Regions from separate parts of the Sus scrofa genome. Here all the other regions are linked to region 1. The links are chromatin contacts, called in public Hi-C and HiChIP or PLAC-seq maps. All regions are on one chromosome and are shown on one strand. Each heading gives the region's core, a stretch centred on a gene start, on an enhancer-like site or on the middle of the called end of the contact. The rest is flanking DNA. Distances are from core to core; before and after follow the strand shown. Region 1 holds the start of ZNF341 (zinc finger protein 341). Region 2 holds the start of CBFA2T2 (protein CBFA2T2). Region 3 holds the start of RALY (RNA-binding protein Raly).

Region 1 (3,029 bases), core at 336-2,835:
GAACCCCAGCTGAGATCATCTTCTTTTACTGTTTATCTTTTTATTAACTTGGTAACTTTTTTTTTTTTCCTTTTTTGTCCCCCTCCCTCCACCCCTTGCACATGGAGCTCCCAGGCCAGGGATCTTATCCAAGCCACAGCTGGATCCTTAAGCCACTGTGCTATGCCCGGCCAGGGATCGAACCTGTGTCCCAGTGCTCCCAAAACACTGCTAATCCCATTGCTCCACAGCGGAAACTCCTATAATTTGGTAAACTCTAATTCTATAATTTCTCTCTGTGCCTCACCTCCCTGAAGCTCAAGCTTTCCAGATGGGGGCAGGAATACACATTTCATGCTGAGAACTCTGATCCTCCAAGTAGAGACAAGACTGAGACCTGGCCAGTGCAGGACTCAAAGCCTCAGCCACATACCACCAGTCTAGCCTATTTTCGGTACCTGCACTACCTCTGTGTATACATATCTCATGCCTCCAAAAACATTCTTGAGTCTGTGGCCCCCCAGCATCAAGCTGGCCATGGCCCTGGATCCGAAGAGGCTTCCTCTCCAACTCCCAGAAGGCACACAAGGACACTCTCAGTGTCTTCCTGTCTCCAAAGCTCACAATTCCCAGAGCAACCACAATGTTGGCATCCATCCTTTCTTGCTCTGAGTTTATAAAACTCTGCACGCCGAAATGGTCCACAAAGTAGGTACCCAGAGTTTGCTGGTTTCTGTCGGTGAGCACCGAGGCCAACCTTGCACAAAGGTGGCGCTGATCCTTTCCTTCTGAATTGGACACTATGTCTGAGCCCAAACCACACAGTTGGCGCTCAATACAAGTTCTTCACGGCCAGGACACCTGGCCCGGCCCCTCCAACCCCGCACCGCTTCTGTACCACCGTCCCTCTGGGGGCAGCCATTCCCAGGCCTCCCTTCAGCAGCGCAGCCTCCCCCGGTTCCAGACCCGGCGGGGCTTCTTCCTCCCCGCAGCTGCTCCCTCCAGGAAGCCTTCTCTACCCCCACCCCGGCAACAGCCCGAGGCCCGGGAGGCTGCCGCTGTTCCGGCCCGAGACCGCCTTCCCCCCCGCGCTGCGCCAGCCTTCTCCGGCTGTTCCGGTCCCAGTGCTTCCCCCCCACCCCAGGGCCTTCTCTCCCCCGCTGTTACTGTCCCGTTGCCCCTCCCCGTCGGGCTTCAGCTCCCGCGGCTGTTCCGATCCTGAGGCGCCCCCCCCATCACCGCTGCGCCTCAACTCGGCTGCTGTTCCGGCCCCGCTGGCCCCTACCCCCGCCGGCCCTCGGCTCCCGCGGCTGTTCCCATTCGTGCCCCTCCCGCCCCGCTGCTCTTCCGGCCCTGGCGCCCTCCGCCCCGCGGCCGCCACGCGCCCTGGGCCCGGCGCTGCGAGGGCGCGGCGGGAGGGGGCGCAATTCGGAACAGCCGCCTCCCCCGGCCTCGCCGCGGCTCACCCTCCAGGGCCTCGAAGATCGTCTGCGCCATCTTGGAGCTGCCGCTGCCACCAGAGCCCGAAGCCCGGCTGCGCGAGCATTGTGGGAGCCGAGGCGGCGGCGGCGAGAACGGGGCCGCCAGGGGGCGCCCGGGAGCCGCCGCTGAAACTCGGGCACCCCAATTGGGAAAGCCAGTAATGGCCTCACAGGACCCCCACCATCCTGGGGCTACCCCAGTCCCGCCTAAATGACCCAGCCACCGGCGCCCATTGACCCCATCCCTGCCTCACTTGAACCCCCGACTCTGCACATCGACCCCATCCCTGCTGTACACAGGGACCTCCCAGTTTTCTGGACCTCCAGCCCCACAACACCGGACGTGACCCTCAACTCTGTGATACAGACCTCCGTCCTGCTGCGTGAGACCCTCCCCAACTCTGCGACACGGACCGAATATTTGCACCGCACACAGAACCCTCGCCTGTGCAAACCAACCCCATTCCCATCTTACGCATCTCACCAACGCCCCCATCTCCACTTTAATACAGGACTCCTGCTCCAGCTGTGTAACACGGATTCCCATCCCTTATCATAGGCTTCTCATTCCCTCCTCCCTCAGTGACCATCTCTAACTATTGGAAGCCACCAACTTCTCCTCACATGACCCCCATCTCTGCCTGGTCTTAATCCCCTGTCACTTCAAGAGATTTCCGTTACAGAAACCTCCATTTCCGCCTTTTGGGAACCTTCATTCCCTCTATACACGGACTTTCTCCCCTGCTTCTTGGAAACCCTATTTCTGTTACATAAACTCCCAATGCCCACCTCAGCACCACTCTGGCCAGCCTCAGAGAAAGCCCATCCAGGTCTCCCAAAAATCCTCCTGCCCCTCATTTGGATCCCCCATCATCTTTTTTTATGCTTCATCAGCTCCTCATTGAGGACCTACTAAGTCCTATAGTAACTCCAGGAGTACAGTGGTCCTTTTCCATGGAGTTAGGAGTGGGGGGAAGCAAATAGACATTACGTTTTGAAAATTAGGTCAGGACAAGTTGTGATGTAGTTTCAAAGTATGTACACTTGGGCCACAAAGAAGTGTTGAGGTGTGCATGGGGGTAGCTGTGCCAGCAATGACAATCTCTCCCATGGGCATGGCCATATCCTCCTACAACTGGACTACCATGGATTTGACTCTAAACATCTCATTCTTTTTTCTTAAATACATGTTTTAGCCTCATTCAAAGCAATAATCAAAAAACCACATCTTCAGTTTCTAAATAGATAACTCCTAAAATTAAAAAAAAAAAAGTTAAAACTCCACTGTCATTGTAGAACACTGCAAGCTCCTGTTCCTGATAAATTGCCTCGAAGATCCTCTGACTAAAGGCCCATTTCTACTGTGAACTCCACGTCCTGTTCTGAACACCACTCCCCACCCCAAACAGCACCCCTCCCCTTCCTAGTCCCCCTTGCGCAGCTAGCTATATGCAAATGCCCCCACAGAGAACCCACCCATCTCCCAGACTCTGTGCCCTGCCTCCTTTTCTGGAAACCCTTGAGACCCAGAATCCACCTCAAGCCCCAAACCCTGCTTCCCATTGACTC
Region 2 (3,029 bases), core at 161-2,660, 230 kb after region 1:
TCCACAGGGTTCCTTCTGTTCCTCAGTGTCATCCTCTACAAAATGGGCTTACACAAATACTTAACTCTTATTTATACCATAATCAGGATTAAAGAAAAAAAACATGCAAAATGGATTTGTTTCCCCATTTAACATGTCTCTTCCCCCTCCTCCCAAATAAACTCGAAGCTTGAGTTTGGTCTATCTAGTTGTTCCTATATTCCCAGAGCCAAAATGGTACTTTTTACTTAATAGATGATTTAATAAATATTAAATGAATAGAATGCAAAAAGCCTACTGCTCAAAAAAAAATGTTGGCTATTATTGCTACTGTAACAAGAAACAATTAAAATTTTATCGTTGTTATTAAGAGACCCACCCCGCCCCCAAAGATCTTATGATTCTAGGAGGAACAGTAGATAAATGCTAAAAAGGAAAAATGGAGGTAAGAAAAGCAATTGGATCATAAAGCAGGACTAACCAAAGACAAAATTAAAATCTCACACAAACAAAAAACCAGAGACCAATCTAAAGCTTTTCCAAGTGAGGTTCACCCTGGACGAGGTTTATTAGCGATTATAGTAATGACAATTTCCACACTTGTGTATGTGCTAAAGTCCATGCCAAGCCTCCCACTTGGACACACAAAACCCACAACTGGGGTAGGGAGGGGCTGAAGATGCTCTTTACATCTTCATTTTGCAGAAGGGGAAATCGAGGCTCGAAGAGACCCAAGGTCACAGCCTGTGAGTGGGGGAACCGGGATGGAAACCCAGGCAGACCAACCCCTGAGTCGGCACTCAACAGGCCCCTCGGAGGCAACATCCTCGCTTCCTATACCATCCGCCACACACCCCTCGAAATTGGGCGTGTGTACTACTTCTCCAGGGTCGGACTTTGTGGCCCCGGAGCCGGGAGAACAAAACAATCCTTGTCCGCGGGCAAGTTCGATGGACGCCAGCCCGGCCGCGGCTGCGAGGCCGCGGTCCCCACAGATTCGCTCAGTCCATGAGCTCCGAGCCCTCGAGCAGTGCAGGAGACGCTCGGGCGGCCACGGGAGCCCAGGAAGGCCCGGCCTGCCTCATGACCTTGGATCTGCCGCCCTTCTTGGGGCCTCAGTTTACCACCCCGGCCTCGCGCTGGGGGCCTCCCGGGAGCTCGCGCTTGTGGAGCCGCAGGCCCCTCACACGCCCCCCTCAGCCGCCCGCCTTCCCGCCCCGCTTACGCTGGAAGGCGGCCGCTCCGGGGACGCCCACCATCGCCGAGCGCCAACGCCAAGCGCCTCCGCCTCCACCGGCGGCCCGGGTCCCTCGCAGGAGCCTCCGCGGGACCTGAAGCCGCCAAGCTCTCCAACCCCAGAGCCGCCGCTGCTGCCGCCGCCAACGCCACCGTTAGGCCGCGCGCCGCCCCGCCCCCCAGATGGCCCCGCCCCGTTCGCCTGGCACGCCCCGCCGCGCGCTCTCGCCTGCCAGGCCAACGCACGCGGAAGCCCGGCCCCAAGACGAGTTCCCACTAAACTCCAACCCCCTGACCTGCCCCGCCCCTTCCGCGCGAACCTACCACCCTATCCCGGAGCATCCTGCTTCTCAGTCCCGCCCCGCCTGCGTCACGCGCGCCCATCACGTGCACGGCCCAATCTTCAGACACTGGGATTCCTGCTGTGGTGAGGAAAGTGACTGGAGCCCAGAGGCGGAGCCCTAGGGGGAGGAGCTTAGGGGGGAGGGACACCGCCTCACCTGAGTTGTAGAGATTAAGGTCTAGTCGTTTTTTATGCCTGTCGTTTGGCGAGTCACTTCCCCTTTTTGGCCTGCAGTGTTTCAAATGTCTGAAATGCCATTTCCAGGAGTTCCCATTATGGCTCAGTGGTAACAAACTCTGATTAGTATTCATGAAGATGCCGGTTGGATCCCCGGCCTCCCTCAATGGGTTAAGTATCGGGCAAGTGTTGTCGTGAGCTGTGGTGTAAATTGCAGACGCAGCTCAGAGGATCATGCATTGCTATGATTGTGCTGTAGGCCCCCAGCTGAAGCTCCTATTCAACCCCTAGCCGGAACTTCCATATGCCACAGGCGAAGCCCCAAGAAGCAAAAAATAAAAATAAAAATATAAAAATAAAATGTCATTTCCATAAAATTAATAATTGTTGGCTATCATTATGTAGAGCTATTTTTATACACGCCATACAGTTAATCCTCACAATGAGAGAGAAAAATATCATCATTCTCACTTTTCTACAAATGCAAAAAGGGATTTTTCCACCAAATACCTTATCCACTGGTTATTGTTAGCAAAAAGCAGAGGTGGGATTGGAAGCGAGGAACTCTGACTTAAGACCCAGTTCTTTGAGCTACTCTGAACTATTCTGCCTCCCAAAGTCTCAAAAACAGGGATTAAAATTAAAGCAAGAGATTAATAATTCCAAACTCCTCTATGTACAAAGATACTGTAAACAAAGTTCTCTTGATTTGCTTGTCTTTTATAAGCAAAGGACTGAGATAAAATATTGGCAACATATTCAACAAAGAATATTCAAAATAAAGAACTCCTTAAAACTAATAAGAAAAATAATTTGATAGAAAAATGGACAAAGAGGAGTTCCTTGGTGGCTAAGTGTCTTAAAGATCTGGTATTGTCACTGCTGTGGGTCAGGTCACTGCTATAGCATGATATTCCTGGCCACAGAACTTCTGCATGCCTCGGATATGGCAAAAAACAAAACAAAAAAACAAAGAATGAATAAACATGGTGTTCCCTTCGTGGCTCAGTGGTTAACAAATCCGACTAGGAACCATGAGGTTGCAGGTTCGATTCTTGGCATTGCTCAGTGTGTTAAGGATCTGGCATTGCCATGAGCTGTGGTGTAGGTTGCAGACGTGGCTTGGATCTGGCATTGCTGTGGCTCTGGCAGAGGCCGGCAGCAACAGCTCCAATTAGACCCCTAGCTTGGGAACCTCCATATGCTATGTGTGAGGCCCTGGAAAAGACAAAAAAGACAAGGGAGTTCCCGTCGAGGCACAGTGGTTAATGAACCTGACTAGGAACCATGAGGT
Region 3 (3,029 bases), core at 174-2,673, 220 kb before region 1:
CACTAAGAAATAAATAACAGGTACTAGCACCACGGCTTTACACTTCTGTGCCTACTAACTGTAAATTGGAACACATTATTTAACCTTTCTGCGCGTGGATTTCTGCTTGTGTAAATGGGGATAACCCCAGAAGGCCATTGTGAGCATTCAATGAAATAAGACTTAGGAAGTTCCCGAGTCAAGTCCATTAAATGTTACCTGTTGGTAGTAAACACTTCCCTCAAATATCTGTTCTCTCCCTGAATCCACAATCACCCTGCGAAGCGACTTTCTTTCTCCTTTTGCACTGAGAAGCGAACTGAGGCCAAAAGGCTGCGTGCGTGAGGTGCGGAACACGGCCCCGGTCTTGGGCCTGCTGTTGTTCCTCCACAAGCCCTGGGTGTGCAACGAGCCCAGGACCGAGGAGGCGCTCAGGCCCGTGGGGAGCGAGGCGGGACCAGTTTTGCGCGCCTCCGGGAGCCCGCAAACCTTGCCCGAGAGGGAGAACCGGAAGAAGCTCGCGGCCGGAGCCAGAGCCCGGCCCGCCCAAGGCCTCCCCAGCGCGGCCTCCGCTCCCCCCTCCTCCCCTCGCCGGGCGGGGCGGGGCGCGAGCACAAAAGACTCCAACTTCCAAGCGGGCGCCGGCCCACCCCGCCAACTCCTGGCCCAGGCCCGGCCCGCGGGGAGATGGCGGGGAGGGAACGCCAGGGCAGCCGGGAGCGGGCGCGGGCGGGCCGGCGACCCGGGGCGGCGAGCCCGGGTGGAGGGAAGGTGCGGGGGGAGGGGGCCGGGAGTTACTCGGGCTCCCGGGACTCCCCGAATGGCCGAGAAAAGAGTTTCTAAAAATAGGCGACGGCCCGCGCCAGGAGGTAGGTGACCAAAAAGGAATAAGGAGCACCCCCTCCCCGCACCTTTAAGAAGACGCCCGCGGCCCCCACTCACCCGCGCACGGAGGTCTGGAGGAAGCCGCGCGGCGCTGAAGGAGGCGGTACCGCCGCACTCGGGGGCGGGAAGGAAGGAGGGAGAAGGCGGCCCCGGCCGCGGCGTGAGGAGCTGAGCACAGGCACGCGAATCGCCGCTGCCGCTACCGCCCCCTCAGCTTCTCTCTGCTCAGCCCACCCCGCAGCCGCGCTGCTCGCGCGCCCCGCCGCACTGACAGCCGCGCGAGCCCCGCAGCCGCGAGTCCTTCCCTCGGCCAGCACCACTGAGGCGCGCGGGGGTAGGGGAGCACGGAGCGGGCTCCGCGCCGCCCGCCGCTCCGGCCGTGGCCCAGTCGCCCTCTTCCCCCGCCTCTGTCTCCAAAGGGCACGGCGACTCAAGCGCGAGGAGTCCGTAGCGTCGCCCTGACACAGCCCGGCCCCCCACGCGCAAGGGCTCGTCCCACCTCTCCAGTCTAGCTTTGGAAAGGTCCAGAGCTTCGGCGGGGAGAAAAGGAAGGCGGGGCCAGGGCGGGGCTTGATGGGGAGGAGGGACAGAGATGGGAGGTTGGGGAGGCGGAGCTAGGGCGGAGAGAGACTTGCTTAAACCAGTATGAAGCGGAAGGCGGGGCAGGGCGGAGAGGGTGATGATGCCAGAGAGCAGAGACGCGCGACACAGGTATGGAAGACAGTGGAGGCCTCGCAGAGTGGAGAACCCGGGCAGTGTGTGAGAGGAGGGGTGTGGGCGGGGCTAAATGGAGGTTTGCCCAAAGGAGACGTCAAGGGTGGAGGGAGGCCCGGCGAGTCTGGGGGAGGAGAGGCTCTTAGAGGAGGGGTCTGGAGGCGGGGTTGAAAGAAACCCAGTACCCGAGGAAAGATTGAAGCCGGGCAGAAGGAGGCGGGCCCGGAAGCCGAGCCGGGAGAAGGGGCCCAAAGGTGGCCACTCTGGGAAGGAGCCGGAAGGAGGCGGGACCGAAAGGGTGACCGGGGGTGTGTGTAGGGCTGGGACTGGAGGTGGGCGGGGCCTGAAGACGCGGCCCAAACAAGTTGGCGGTGGGCAGTGCTCGAGGGATGCGGAAGAGAAGTAGGAAGGAAGGCAAGGTCCTTTCACTTACAGGGAACCTGGTGTGTGCACTGGGCGAGGATCCACGCTGCCAGTTGGGTCTGGGAGAAGACACTGTCATGAGGACGTGTCTGGGGAGGACCTGAAAAAAGGTTAAATTCAAATAACTTTACCCTTTTGGAAATTTTTTGTAACTTGATGTGGGTCTGGATGTGTGTCCTCCCTCCTAAATATTTCTCCTGTGAGAACTCTCACCTAGATCCGTGTTCTAGCCTCCACTGTGAGGACAGTAAGACCTTCAGCCCTCAGCTATAGACTTGCATTGTCCGGCCTATTATTGTATTTTTCCCATCACATCCCCCAAAACCTGCCTAGGAGACGGGATTTCCCCAGCACTGGACACAGTTTGAAATTAATCCTGCCCAGACCAGCCATTATAGCTACACTTGTGTAGTTTGATAACCTCTGACTCTTCCCTTGAAAAGGAAGAGAAATCAAATTAGAGTTGATGACAACTAAGACCAAGACCAGGAATGTTCTCCCCCCACCTCTTCTAACTTCTGGTTCCTTCTTATGCCTTACATCTCTGATTAAAATCACCTCCTCAGGAGTTCCCGTCGTGGCGCAGTGGTTAACGAATCTGACTAGGAACCATGAGGTTGCGGGTTCGGTCCCTGCCCTTGCTCAGTGGGTTAACGATCCGGCGTTGCCGTGAGCTGTGGTGTAGGTCGCAGAAGCGGCTCGGATCCCCCGTTGCTGTGGCTCTGGCGTAAGCCGGTGGCTACAGCTCCGATTCAACCCCTAGCCTGGGAACCTCCATATGCCGCGGGAGCCCCCTAGCCTGGGAACCTCCATATGCCGCGGGAGCGGCCCAAGAAATAGCAACAACAACAACAACAAAAAAGACAAAAAGACAAAAAAAAAAAAAAAAAATCACCTCCTCAGAGGCCTTCCCTGAACACCCAGCTTATAAGATATTTGGTCTCTTGTTCATTTCCTTTATGGTATTTCTTTTCCTTTTTTTCTTTTTTGCCATGCTCATGGCATGAAGAAATTCCTGGGCCAGGGAT

The links. Hi-C and Micro-C count contacts between places; a contact is called where the count stands out from the background. HiChIP or PLAC-seq counts read pairs in DNA pulled down with a chosen protein or histone mark.
Region 2: a contact with region 1 is called in a Hi-C map of heart right ventricle, with 1.9 times the contacts expected there. The contact joins the promoter of CBFA2T2 here to the promoter of ZNF341 in region 1. A contact is called at or near these places in 1 of 47 Hi-C or Micro-C datasets (heart right ventricle) and 1 of 2 datasets of contacts at active chromatin or transcription factors (alveolar macrophages).
Region 3: a contact with region 1 is called in an H3K27ac HiChIP or PLAC-seq map of alveolar macrophages. The contact joins the promoter of RALY here to the promoter of ZNF341 in region 1. A contact is called at or near these places in 2 of 5 promoter capture datasets (fetal liver and liver) and 1 of 2 datasets of contacts at active chromatin or transcription factors (alveolar macrophages).

What each region holds. Positions count from the first base shown.
Region 1 is chr17:37,222,515-37,225,543 of Sscrofa11.1, reverse strand. It overlaps ZNF341 (zinc finger protein 341), which reads right to left and starts at 1,585. Exons shown (of 16, transcript XR_002339879.1): 1 at 1,446-1,585.
Region 2 is chr17:36,988,456-36,991,484 of Sscrofa11.1, reverse strand. CBFA2T2 (protein CBFA2T2) reads right to left here and starts at 1,410. Exons shown (of 11, transcript XM_021078106.1): 1 at 1,205-1,410. The coding sequence starts at 1,238.
Region 3 is chr17:37,446,221-37,449,249 of Sscrofa11.1, reverse strand. RALY (RNA-binding protein Raly) reads right to left here and starts at 1,423. Exons shown (of 10, transcript XM_001929104.6): 1 at 922-1,423.